4 separate regions of the Mus musculus genome follow, and all the other regions are linked to region 2. A link is a contact called in public Hi-C and promoter capture Hi-C data. All regions are on one chromosome and are shown on one strand. Each heading gives the region's core, a stretch centred on a gene start, on an enhancer-like site or on the middle of the called end of the contact. The rest is flanking DNA. Distances are from core to core; before and after follow the strand shown.

What was found. Promoter capture Hi-C pulls out the DNA fragments that hold promoters and counts their contacts. Hi-C and Micro-C count contacts between places; a contact is called where the count stands out from the background.
Region 1: a promoter capture Hi-C map of liver shows a contact between it and region 2. The contact joins the promoter of Depdc7 here to the promoter of Hipk3 in region 2. A contact is called at or near these places in 18 of 39 promoter capture datasets (the 3T3-L1 cell line, 3T3-L1-derived adipocytes, the C10 cell line and 10 more), 7 of 484 Hi-C or Micro-C datasets (LSK cells, embryonic stem cells and liver), 4 of 115 datasets of contacts at active chromatin or transcription factors (bone marrow-derived macrophages, embryonic stem cells, extraembryonic endoderm stem cells and 1 more) and 1 of 9 other capture datasets (adipose tissue).
Region 3: a contact with region 2 is called in a Hi-C map of liver, with 1.8 times the contacts expected there. The contact joins the enhancer-like site here to the promoter of Hipk3 in region 2. A contact is called at or near these places in 2 of 39 promoter capture datasets (both in liver), 2 of 484 Hi-C or Micro-C datasets (liver and nephron progenitors), 1 of 115 datasets of contacts at active chromatin or transcription factors (bone marrow-derived macrophages) and 3 of 9 other capture datasets (adipose tissue, liver and pancreatic islet).
Region 4: a promoter capture Hi-C map of the HPC-7 cell line shows a contact between it and region 2, with 2.0 times the contacts expected there. The contact joins the enhancer-like site here to the promoter of Hipk3 in region 2. A contact is called at or near these places in 4 of 39 promoter capture datasets (3T3-L1-derived adipocytes, the C10 cell line, the HPC-7 cell line and 1 more), 2 of 115 datasets of contacts at active chromatin or transcription factors (bone marrow-derived macrophages and pancreatic cancer cells) and 2 of 9 other capture datasets (liver and pancreatic islet).

Annotation. Positions count from the first base shown.
Region 1 is chr2:104,741,503-104,744,361 of GRCm38.p6, forward strand. Depdc7 (DEP domain containing 7) reads right to left here and starts at 1,355. Exons shown (of 9, transcript NM_144804.2): 1 at 1,180-1,355. The coding sequence starts at 1,252.
Region 2 is chr2:104,493,203-104,496,198 of GRCm38.p6, forward strand. It overlaps Hipk3 (homeodomain interacting protein kinase 3), which reads right to left and starts at 1,287. Exons shown (of 16, transcript NM_010434.2): 1 at 746-1,287.
Region 3 is chr2:104,662,300-104,665,155 of GRCm38.p6, forward strand. It overlaps Cstf3 (cleavage stimulation factor, 3' pre-RNA, subunit 3), which reads left to right. Exons shown (of 21, transcript NM_145529.3): 18 at 995-1,148; 19 at 1,770-1,864; 20 at 1,998-2,058; 21 at 2,418-2,856. The coding sequence ends at 2,620. Among named protein-coding and RNA genes, the nearest start is that of Gm6306, 47 kb to the right of the region's middle. Within about 2 kb of position 1,607, at least 6 of the 459 cell types and tissues checked have an H3K27ac peak or open chromatin away from gene starts, as enhancers often do. A contact at or near this core is called in liver, where this site is marked.
Region 4 is chr2:104,687,563-104,690,296 of GRCm38.p6, forward strand. It overlaps Tcp11l1 (t-complex 11 like 1), which reads right to left. Exons shown (of 10, transcript NM_177190.5): 7 at 816-1,012. Among named protein-coding and RNA genes, the nearest start is that of Gm6306, 21 kb to the right of the region's middle. Within about 2 kb of position 1,284, at least 37 of the 459 cell types and tissues checked have an H3K27ac peak or open chromatin away from gene starts, as enhancers often do. A contact at or near this core is called in the HPC-7 cell line, bone marrow-derived macrophages, liver and 1 more, where this site is marked.

The DNA.
Region 1 (2,859 bases), core at 105-2,604, 250 kb after region 2:
TTCCCTCTCACCACCTAAAAACCTGTTCACAAATGTCCAGAGCCCAGAACTGACATTTCAGCTGTTAGGAAAGACCTTCCGAGTTAAAGTAGGTGAATTTGGGAATCCCATTTACCAGAGAGAGCCTAAAGCTATCAACAATTTCCAGTGCCATGTCAAGTGATAAAGTGATCAGAGCCTGTTAGGTGAGAGCAGTAAGTGGTCAGATCTTGTTTGCTGGGGTTTTTTTTGTTTTGTTTTGTTTTTTGAGACAGTCTCATTTTTTAACTGTTTGGTTTGGAACTTTCTGTGTAGAGCTGACTTGGAACTCAGAGGCCTTACCTCTCTCTGCCTCCCCAGTGTAGGACTGAGGGCTTACACCTCTACAGCTGGACTATAGGCCGCTTTTATAATCTGTACCGAGAAAGCAGTTCTCTAGCAAAATTCATCATTAAGATCTTGGAGATTATGTGGAGCATTGATTAGTAAAGTCAGTCAAACACAATAGCTGGGACCACTGAGATACACTTTTCTGACCTAGGGGAAGGAATCACTGTTTCCGCAAGTTGGCATTTTACAAATGAAAAGCTTTGGTAGAGAGCCAATTTCTCCAGCTCTCTATCCCGCAGTTCCAGAAAGGGGGAAAGGTGGCACCTTATCCAAACAAATCCAAATATCTCCTTATTTGCAGAATTAAGAGTCAGAATTTTAGAACGGATTATCGGATTCGGGTCAAAGATCTTACACCCGCCCTCAATGATTCAATACATTTGTCTCCCAAAGTCATGTAACTATCAGATCAGGGGTTGGGGGGGGGTGATGGGGGCTTCACTGAAACATTGCTTGTAGCGAAAGTGTTAAATTTACACAATATTACTTCATCTCCTGAGTCTGGGAGCCACCGACCTCTGATCCCACCATGCAGTCAAGAGTTCGTTCTCCAGACGCTGGCCAGGAAACTATTCAAAATTCCGCGCGTGTCACAAGTCAGGCTGTGGAGCCTAACCCCCACTGCGAGCGAAGTTTGGTAAAGTTCCTAAAACGCCGAGCTCTGGCTGCGGCGGGGTCCGTGGCCCGTGGCCCGTGGCCGGCTGCCCACCCAGGAGGAGAAAGCGGATCCTCGCGGCCGCGCAGCCCGCGGAGCGCACCGCCCGCCCACAGCCCGCGCCCGCCCCACGCTGCCGCGGCCCTCCGACCCACCCGGAGGTCTCTGTGCAGGGCTGTGCAGAGCCGACAGGTTCAGCGCCGCCGCCTTCTCTCGAACCGTGGCCATGTCAGCGGCGGGCTGGACTCCGTGCCCGCGCCGCCGCTGCTGCCGCTGCTCCACAGACTGCGCGCCCGCGCCGAAGCCTCGGGTTAACTCCCGGGGAGCGGGGCTCCCGGCGGGCTCCGCCCCTGGCGATCACGTGTTTCACAGACTGGCTCCAAGCCTCTGCGCTCCAAAACGCCCCAGGCAGCTCCAGGCGGGCGGTGTCCAGGTAGAAAGTACTTAGGCATGGCTTTTCCAGTGCTAGTCGGTACTAGCCCGGGGCTAGACCCGCTGAGTCCCAAGGTGTCCCTCCAGGATCTGCCCTCGCTCCAACCGGAGTCTTATTGCTCCAGGTCTCAGTGCTTTCTGCTCTCACCTGCTAGTATTAGGACCAGGTTGGCTGGGCTTTTAATGAGAATTACCTGAACCGACATTTAGCAATTCGTATTTGGACCATAAATGCTCCCAAGTGTGTCAGGATAATAAATACTTGGAGTTTTTTTCCTTCCTGTCCCTCTAAAGAACAAACAAAACCTTATCTAGCCTAGGAGAGCAATGTCTAGAGGTCAGAGGACCGCAACAACAAAGATCATGGGGCTTCCTGCCAAGGAAATCTGTGTTGATTCTAAATTAACCCTGGGTCTGGTGAGCACCGGGAAGGGGAGCATGGAAGAACAAACTGGAGGGGGAAGGAGAGAGGGTTGCTGCTGGGAGCGCTTCAGTTTCTTGGGTAATTGAGGTAGAGAAACCAGGGACCCAGTGCTGGGTTAAGTCGGCAAGGTTGAATGATGTTGGAGATCATTAACCTAGCTGACGGATGCATGACCGTCCCCTCCCTTCTTCTTTTGAATAAAGTCAGGGTCTTTCTATATACCCTGGCGGTCCTAGAATTTGCTCTGTAGAATAGGCTAGCCACGAACTCGAAAATCTCTGGCTACCTCTATCTCCTGAGTGGGAATAAAGGCATTTGTTCGCAACTGTTGCCCTTTCTATAGATTTCTACCTCTTTTGGGGGGTGTTGTGTTTTATAAAAAAGAAGGAAGGGATATGCTTGGTGGAGGCGTGGTATGTTGTGGTAGAATGGTTCCTCTGCAGGCCCATGCTGAGGTATCCGTTCCCCCTGAGATACCAGTCACACAAGGAGTATAGTATAGAATAGAGTTTGGGGAGGAGTTAAGAGGGTAAGGGAGAGAGAGGGGAGGGGAGGGGAGGGGAGGGGAGGGAGGGGAGGGGAGGGGAGGGGAGGGACAGAGAGGGAAGAGTGTAAGATGGTAGGTAAGAGAGTGAGGAGGCGTCAAGCAGCCCCTTTTACAGTGAGTCAGGCAGGCATACCTGGCTGTTGCCAGGTAACTATGGGGCAGGGCCTAGAAGAAACGCTAACTGGGGGGCGGGGGCTAGAGAGACGATTCAGCAGGTACAGCTCTTGCTTTACTAGCAAAGGATCAGAGTTCAGTTCCCAGTACCCATGTGCCTGCTCACAACCACTGGTCTGTAACCCCAACTCCAGGGTTTCTGATGCCCTCTTCTGGCCTCTGCAGACTCCGAACTTGGGTCTTCATGGTCATAGTAACATAGTTCTTATAACCATTGACATTTCACCATCCTGGAAAATAAATTTGACAAATACTAAC
Region 2 (2,996 bases), core at 37-2,536:
CCCCCAAGATCCACATACCATTTTACAACAGCCGTCTCCCCCCAGACAGGAAAACAGACATTCTGGTCCCGAGTCCTTTCCGCTGGTCTCCCCACAGCGCGAAGGGAAGAGGGCCGCCGCCGCCGTAACGAGAGAAGCCGGCAACAGCCCCGCCGCGCGGCCGCCACGCCTTCCTCCCGCCGCCGCTGGGGACGCGAAGCCTCGGATCACATTTCTCCTCCCCAACAATCACACGCACGCACGTCTCCAGAGTTGACACCCTCCAAACCCGCCGCCCCGCGACGCCGGTGACAGGGCCACCAAGCCTCCGCGGCGCAGCCACGGGGCTGGGCGCTCCGGCGGCGGCGTGCGTGCACGTTGGTCTTCGCTCCCATCAATGAAAGGAACGAGGTCTCCGTAGTGACGGCCTAGAGCCGCCGAGCCGAAACGGGGGGCCCCCGTGGGACCAAACAAAACTTCGGTTGCTGGGAAGAGCCGTTGCGCAACCTAGGCTTGGGGGAAGGCCCGGACAGCCCGGCGCGGCCAGGGCGGCTTCCCGGAGGCTGCGCCAAGCGCGCGCGGAAAGCACGCGCAGTCCCCGCGTACGGCCTCCTCGGGCCTGGCTTGGCGCCGGCCTTCGGGAACCGCCCGGGCCGGCCGCACTGGACAACCGGGCGGGAACGGAGAGCCGTCGCTCCGAGGGTTCCCCCGGCCCCCGAGGCCCCGCGACGGCGCCGAGCTACCCGCCCTTGCCTGGCTTCCTTACCTTCCTAGAGGCCCGCGCTCTCCCCGCTTCGGGCGGCCGCAGCCCTGAGCATGTCCGGGGTGGGTCGCGGGGGCCGTGCGGGGACCCGGAGCCAAGCGCTTCAGCAGGCGGCGCCACCCAGCCGGGGCTCAGCCCCTCTCGGCGGCCGCTGCCATCTTGTCCTGGCGGCTGAGAGGAAACGGCGAAACACCCTCCCCCGACCGCTGCTGCTGCTTCTCTGGCTGCCGATCGCCGGGCCCGTCTCCCTCATCTTCCTTCCCGGGGACCTGGGGTGGGGACCGCTCGACTGGGGAGAGGGGCAGTGACAAGCCGGCGGGCCACCGGGGCCTACGGGCAACAAGGGATGCAGGGCCCGCGGTGCTGAGGGCCCATTTCCCCGGAGTTGAGACGAGGACGAGGGCTGCTTGCGAGGCCGCGTCGCCCGGGGCCTGCGGCTCGGACTCCTCGGGGCGCCGCGCTGCCGGCAGTCGTCACCCGGGCAGCTGCGGCAGGCCGCCCCGATATCGGGCCCCTCCTCCGCGCGCCCGCCGGCCTCGGCCGCCGCCTCCGCAGCGCCACCGCCCGCTCGGCCGCTCTGAGCGCCGAGCCCGGGCGGCCCCGCTCGGGTAGGGCCGCGGCGCCTCCGCGAAGCCCCTCCCCAGGGTCCGCCTGCAGCCGCGCCCTTGACGCTCGCAGCCCGCCAGGCGGCCCGCGCGGATCCAACCCTGAGCTCTCACGCCATCCCCTCCAAGAGGAACGGCTTCCGTCAGCCCTCCTCTGCAGTTCTGAACCTGACTCCGGGCCCAAAAATACACATTTAAGGGACAATCCTAATACCCAAAGGGGTTCAGATGCGGAAGCAGGATTCCACAGGCCTTTCCAGGTTACCCCATCCTAATTCTCTTCCCACCCCTTTAGAATCTGTTTCTTGGCATCTTAGGAGTCTAAAAACGCAGAAAGAGAATGAATAATCTAAGCCTAAAATAGGTCCTTCTCGCTCCCCCATTCCAAAACAGCAGGAGACTTGTCACACCACGTCAAAGAATGAGGGACGGACTCTCTTGGAAGTTTTCCAAGTGCACCACCACAGTGGTTGAGAAGCTGCCCACCTCTACGTTGATAATTCTCCATCGAGTTAGTTCCACACCCAAGCTAGTTTCTTCGCTCCTGGAAACTAGGAAATCGACAGAATGGTCCATTTCCACCCACGTAACCATAGAACCATGGAATTTGAGATGAAAGAATCTTACTGATGCATAGTCCAAACTCTTATGCTAAGACAAGGGTTTAGACAAGTTTCGATGACGTGAGCAAGGTTAAAGAGCAAAGCTTTAGTCTCCACCCCTCTCCCCTCCATCTATCTCTCCAGAAAGCATCTATCTTCGAAGCAACCCATCATTCAGTAAACCTATTTTGCCACCTGTTTCGTCTGGGTTCTAAACTAATATTTAACGTTTCCGCAACGCAAGCACCTCTGTCTCTATAATGGAGATGTCCTTTGCTTTCTTCCTTTACTAGAAGGACTGAGCTTGCCGATGTTATTTCTCCACACATATTCTCCATTGCAGCAGCTGGGGCTAAAGGGAGGGTCAACTCGCTGGGTAGATACTAGTCCTTTACCTATTGCCTTTCAAACTAGGACTGTGTAGAATGTCTTTAAAGGGGGAAAGGGTATCCCCTCGAGGCCACTGATAATCCTTTTTCCAGTGACCAGTGTTTTCTTCAAGATAGGAGTACAGTGAAGACTAAAGTAGAAAAGCTAATGACTGATTTTTAGAAAAGGTGTATGCATGAGATGGCCACAGTGATGCAAGTCTCTATTGCCAGCGCCGGGTAGATGGACAGAACCGGAAGAGGCTCGAGATTACCCTCTACATCCAAAAGGAGGGCAATGTCGGAGCCATTCTTTATTCTTTAGCATTTACATTGGATTTCTTTTAAGGCAATAATCTGAAAACCAAACACAAATTATTGCTAAAAAAAAGAGAGAGAGAGAGAGAGATAGAAATCTACACTAATAGAGAACTCTCTCCATTAGAATTTACTTTTCACAAGCAAGCATATCTTTTGCAAGCATATCTCTAGCCTCCTAATGGAAGACTTTCCTCATTTTGCTACATTTATGAAGAGGCTGGAAGTGAGCTCCCCACCCCCCTTCTGCTGAGTAGTTCACTCCACCCCACCCCCTTCCTATGAATTCCAGGAAGGATTTCTGTCACCTTTCTTTTAACCCTTGCCTTGCCAGTGACTAAATATAGTACCTAACTTAAAC
Region 3 (2,856 bases), core at 357-2,856, 170 kb after region 2:
TTTAGGGAGAACTAGAGTGCACTGCTATGTGGTAGTTGGTGGTAATAAGTTGTACACTAACCACAGCGAGCGGTTTCACTGTACTACATGATAGCAGTGTCACCAACTGTGTGCCAGCAGATTTGGAGGACTGAAATGGACAGGACCTGTTAAAGGTGACTGTGACATAACTTGGAGAGGGCCCTGCTGGTTTGAAAGGAGAAGGTGGACACCCAATGCTCTCTCTACTTCCTATTAGCTGTGAGATCTTCTTTTAAGCTCCAGTCCATGCTAGGAATGTTACTGATTTCCTCAAAGAGTGAATACAATCTGGCTAAGAATATATGTTCAAGATATGTTTCTTTTCTCCTGTACATTGGAAGGATGTTCACTGCATTAGCGAACTGCTGTGAGCCAGTGCAGTGCTAGTGATCCCCATCTTGGCTTTCATGAAGCAAGAATCTCACTTAACCCAGGCTTTTCGCTTTTACTGAGATGTTAATCCAGTGGAAGGAAAGTATCAAAAAGCAAAGCTTTATCTTAGCTGGGCATGGTGAGAGGTGCCTTTAATCCCAGCAGTGGGAAGACAGAGGCGGCTGGTCTCTGTAAGTTTGAGGCCAGCTGAGTTCCAGAACAGCTAGGGCTACAAAATGAGACCCTGTCTCGAACAAACAAGTCTAAACCTTTTCCTTCACATCACCCCACTCTCTTCTTGGTGCCATTCTTACAACTCTTTTCACAAAGTCTTGTATCTATCTTGCAATGATCCTGCCTGGAGACAGTCTAGTGATTCTTAGCTGGGGTTGAGGTAAATTTTTAAAATGCAACCTTCAAAGTGAATGGCTTCCCTTGTTGTGTTGAACAATCTTTATCATCATGAGATTTCCTTTCTCCTTCTCCATCCTTCCTGTGCTTATAACCCAATTATTCCTACTGTATCCTCAAGATTGTGGAACTGCACAATGCTCTGTAAGACCCTTTTCAGGTTTAGGATTCTTCTGTTCTGCATTTTCAGGATGTCTCCCGTGCTAAGCTAGCTGCTATAATTCCAGACCCAGTTGTAGCTCCTTCCATAGTGCCTGTTCTGAAAGATGAAGTGGATAGAAAACCTGAGTACCCTAAGCCAGACACTCAGCAGATGATTCCATTTCAGCCACGACATTTAGCACGTAAGATCCAGAACTCAGACGTTCGTTTGATTTCAATCCAAGGTGTGGGAGGGAAGTAACCTGGCCTTTTCCACTGTAAGTTAACTATTAGACTTGGGGTCACAGTGAGTTGACAGTAATCTTTGAACTGCAAACACTAAGAATGTTTAAAAAACCAATCAACCCAAGCCTCTGAACACTGCAGACCTCAGTTGCCCATTTCACACATGCTGCAGTGTGCAGAGTACTCGACCAACTGGAAACTCACTGCAGTTGTGAGTGGTTAGTAGCCCCTCTAGGTCCTCTTTGAACAAGACCCTTTTGATTAAATGTGCTTTTGAACAAGTGACTTCAAACAGGATTACTAAACACTGTAACTCAAAAGTAGTAAACAAAAATGTCTTTTAGAGCAGACCTGGCTGGCTTTACATGAAGTCACTTGTCTGATTCCCAGTGACCTAAGACTGACACTGAATTTCCTGTCCGGCCTATTTCATTTGGTCACTTGGTTAAAGCACTACAGCCCTTTGTATGTGTTCAGAAGGGAGCGGCAGGGACATAGAAAGTTGTGTGCAGGTCACTTGACTTCAGCTTTCTCACATAGAAACTGTGCCCATGTTTCATGCCTGCTTTCTCCCTCAGCTCCAGGCTTGCACCCTGTCCCCGGTGGAGTGTTTCCAGTGCCTCCTGCCGCTGTTGTTTTGATGAAACTGCTCCCACCTCCTATCTGCTTCCAGGTTTGTTCATTGTACACACTGGTTCTCTGGGTCGCAGTAATTATATGGGTTTTTGTTGTTGTTTTTGTATAGTGGGAGGTACAACAGTGAACTTGTCAGGTAACTGAGCTGAAATGTACTCGTGTCATGATAGGGTCCTTTTGTACAAGTGGATGAGCTGATGGAAATTTTCCGAAGATGCAAGATACCAAACAGTAAGTAACAGAAGCTCATTTTCACTGCGGAATCTACATTGTTTCCCAGAGAGAAAGGATTGTTCTCTTCAGCAAAGTCTCTAAAGCCAAGTATCCAGTCTACAGAGGTGCAGGAACAGCCTGGAGTAAGCTGGGCCTTCTGCAGTGTGGGCATATACTCTGGTAACACACAATCAGAATCCTGGCACGTGTGGTGGTGCACTGTCTAATCTGTCTTAGCATTTTCTCGGTTTTAATGGCAGCTGTAACTTAGTAGCAGCAACACCATTCCATGCTTGCTGACAGGCTATGGAATGGGCAGAGCACTCTTCTATAGTAGCATCGTCGTAAGCGATGTTCTTTTTGCTCCATCCCAACAGCTGTTGAGGAAGCCGTGAGGATCATCACTGGTGGGGCCCCAGAGCTGGCTGTGGAAGGCAACGGCCCAGTGGAAAGTAGTGCTGTACTGACTAAGGCTGTCAAAAGGCCCAACGAGGATTCAGACGAAGATGAAGAAAAGGGGGCTGTAGTCCCCCCTGTTCATGACATTTACAGAGCACGGCAGCAGAAGCGAATACGATGAGTCGGCTTAAACCTACCTGCCTCTGAGAGAAAAACTCTTACCCAGGACTCCTGTTTTGCCTCTTAAGTCATATGTTTTAAAGAGACAACACTTTGTTACAAGGTTTTGGAAACAAAGTTGTATTGTCATTGGTGCCTCTGTCATATGGTTCTTGAGAAAAAACCCAAGCCTGTGTGGATTTTGAATTTGGAGCAGACCTATCCTCTAAGCAAGATTAGGTTTTAAATAACAGTACA
Region 4 (2,734 bases), core at 34-2,533, 190 kb after region 2:
TCCTCTTGAATGGTTCCTGCAGCTAGACCTGCTTAGGATAATGCTCACCGTGGGAGTGGCAGAAGTTTCTGGAGAGCAAGCTGTGAAACAAAACCAGGGTTTTTTGTTTGCTTGTTTGTTTGTTTTTATGGTTTTTTATTTTATTTATTTATTTATTTATTTATTTATTTATTTTTGGTTTTTTGTTTTTGTTTTTTCGAGACAGGATTTCTCTGTCTGAACTATCTCCAGAACTCACTTTGTAGACCAGGTTGGCCTTGAACTCAGAAATTAAGGATGTGCAACACCCATACACATCTTTTCTTTAAAAAAAAAATCATGACAAATTGAATAAAAACAGTGTACTCATATACATTAAATAATCTTAAAAAACAAACAAACAACAAACAATAAGAACTATCCAGAACAGACAAATATGGAAAGCAGAACTGAAAGGAGGAGAAAAGTCCGCTGGCTAACGATGCTGCCAGGGGGACTGTATAAGTCTGAAAATATACCAGAAAGCACGGAGTGACACATGCTAAGGAGGAAAGGACAGGCAGATCTCCACAAGTTCAAGACTACCCAGGAATGCATAGCAAGCTCCAGGACAGCCAAGGGTACATGGAAAACCCCTGTCTCAAAAACACAAAGGGAGGAGAACAAGAGAGAATGATGTGGGAATGGAAAAGAAGGACCACATTGCATATTTTCTCATATGTAGAATGTACACATATGTGCTAGAACAATAAGAGTCTTTAAAAAAAACAACAACAAAAAACCAACTGTGCCCCTTGAGACAGCGTGTGAATGGCTAAGGTGCCCACAGCACCTACCTCAGGGAAAGGTCTCTGGAAGTGGTCCCATTTCAGAAGCTTCAGGTAGGCGAAATTCTGGACAGAAACAGGGGTCAGGAGTGGGGCATCCCCAGAGCCAGCAGCGCCTCCCCCAGCTGGCAGGGCATGTTTGTACTTCTGACTCAAAAGGTCATTTGTGGCCTCTTCCAGCCACTGTGTGGCAAAGTCCAGGGAGTCTGGAAAACAGGGCTACACTCATCACCCTGACATTTGCAGGGACACTTCTTGGAATTACCTTAATGAAGAGAGTTTCTCCAGTGAAATTCAAGGTAGAGAATGAACTTTGAAACCCACAGACTGAATCCAAATCACCATATTGCTTTTCGATAGCTTCGTGACCTCAGACAAATCTCAACAGAAGATTCCTGTCATAAAGAAATGCATGACACCTGCCTCACGGCTGACATTGCGAGAACCTGGCCTGGCCTGGCCTGCTTCCTTCCTACCTACTCTTTTCTCTAGTAGTGAGCACATTCGAGGTGGCTGGAAGACCAGATTGACTGCAGCTCGGAGGGATGCTAAAAGTTCTGGCTCACAGACAAACAGGACAAGACACCAGCTGGAGTCCCTTTGTTTAGCAAAGCATTTACACCGAGGGCTAGCCTTGTTTCTGGTGTGACTCACGCAGTGGGAGCATGTCAACGGGGCCCTCAGATGGCTTTCAGTGGCCTTTATGTCCCCTCTGCTTTCCTTAGTAACACATAGGTACCTATCAGAACACCAGTGTCCTCCACATTCTGAGTAGAAAGTGCTCCTTGAGAGAGGTGCAGCCCTGGTGGAAGCTCCTTCAAACCAAGCAGGAGCTGGGGTTTCAGCCACTGTCAGCTCCTCCCTGGTGCTGCACCTCTGTTCTCCTCACAAAGTTCTCAATTTGGTCCTGACTGCTGATATACAGCCTTCTAGAGACAGGCTTTCTCTGTGGCATTCAGGCTTTGGAAACCTTGGAGAGGTGGACAAGTGACTGTGATGTCTCTAGGTAGGCTCCTACGCAGCAACGATTCTTTCAGGGCAGCTGAGCTTCTGGCACCTGACTCTGCCACGCTCTTTAGCCTAGAAGACCGTGACCCCAGACAAACTGAAATGTGTCAGCCAATCTTCGCCCACTACTTCTACTCTCCCCTCTTTCCATTCCTCCCAGCCCCAAGCTTCCATATAAGGCTGCAGGAATTAACTTCCTTCCATGGCCACTGAGTTAACCAACCTGGTCAGGCAACAAGATCTATTCAGACTGCCATTCCCATCTCATCAGCAAAGCTATGCTACCTGAAATGCACCACCGCATGGCACCTGGAAGCAGCCTACAAACACAGCTATACTAGACTCAGTCAGTTGTTTACCTGAAGTCACGCGAGGCTTGTAAAAATGAAATTTTCTTCCCAGCACTTGGGGAAGCAAAGACAGAAAGACTGTCATAGTTTAAGGCCAGCCTGGATTTCACAATGAACACCAGGCCACCTGGGCTGCAGAACAAGACCTGGTCTCAAAAACAAAACAAAAGCTGGGTATGGTGGTGCAAGCCTTAATCCTGCCACGGGAAAGGCAATGTGCACTCTACCCAGAGCTGTAAGTATTTTGAGACCCTGACACAGAAACAAACACAAAAAAACAACCAACCAACCAACCAAACAAACAAAAAACCCCACTAACCATACACCACCACCAAGCTGTGAAAGCTGCCCTTTCCTGGTTGTGAATTCTGAGTTATGAATAAGGAAAGAGGCAAAGTGACACTCCCTGCCGTTCCGATCAGCAGGAGAAAAGCTAATTAACAGAGATTTGTCATCAAGGACAAAAATCAAGACCTGAAATATAATTTAGCTGAAACTGATGTTTTCCTTTGGGAAAACAAAAAATTTAATCTAGTAATTTTCATTTTTTCCATTTTTACTCTCAGGTCC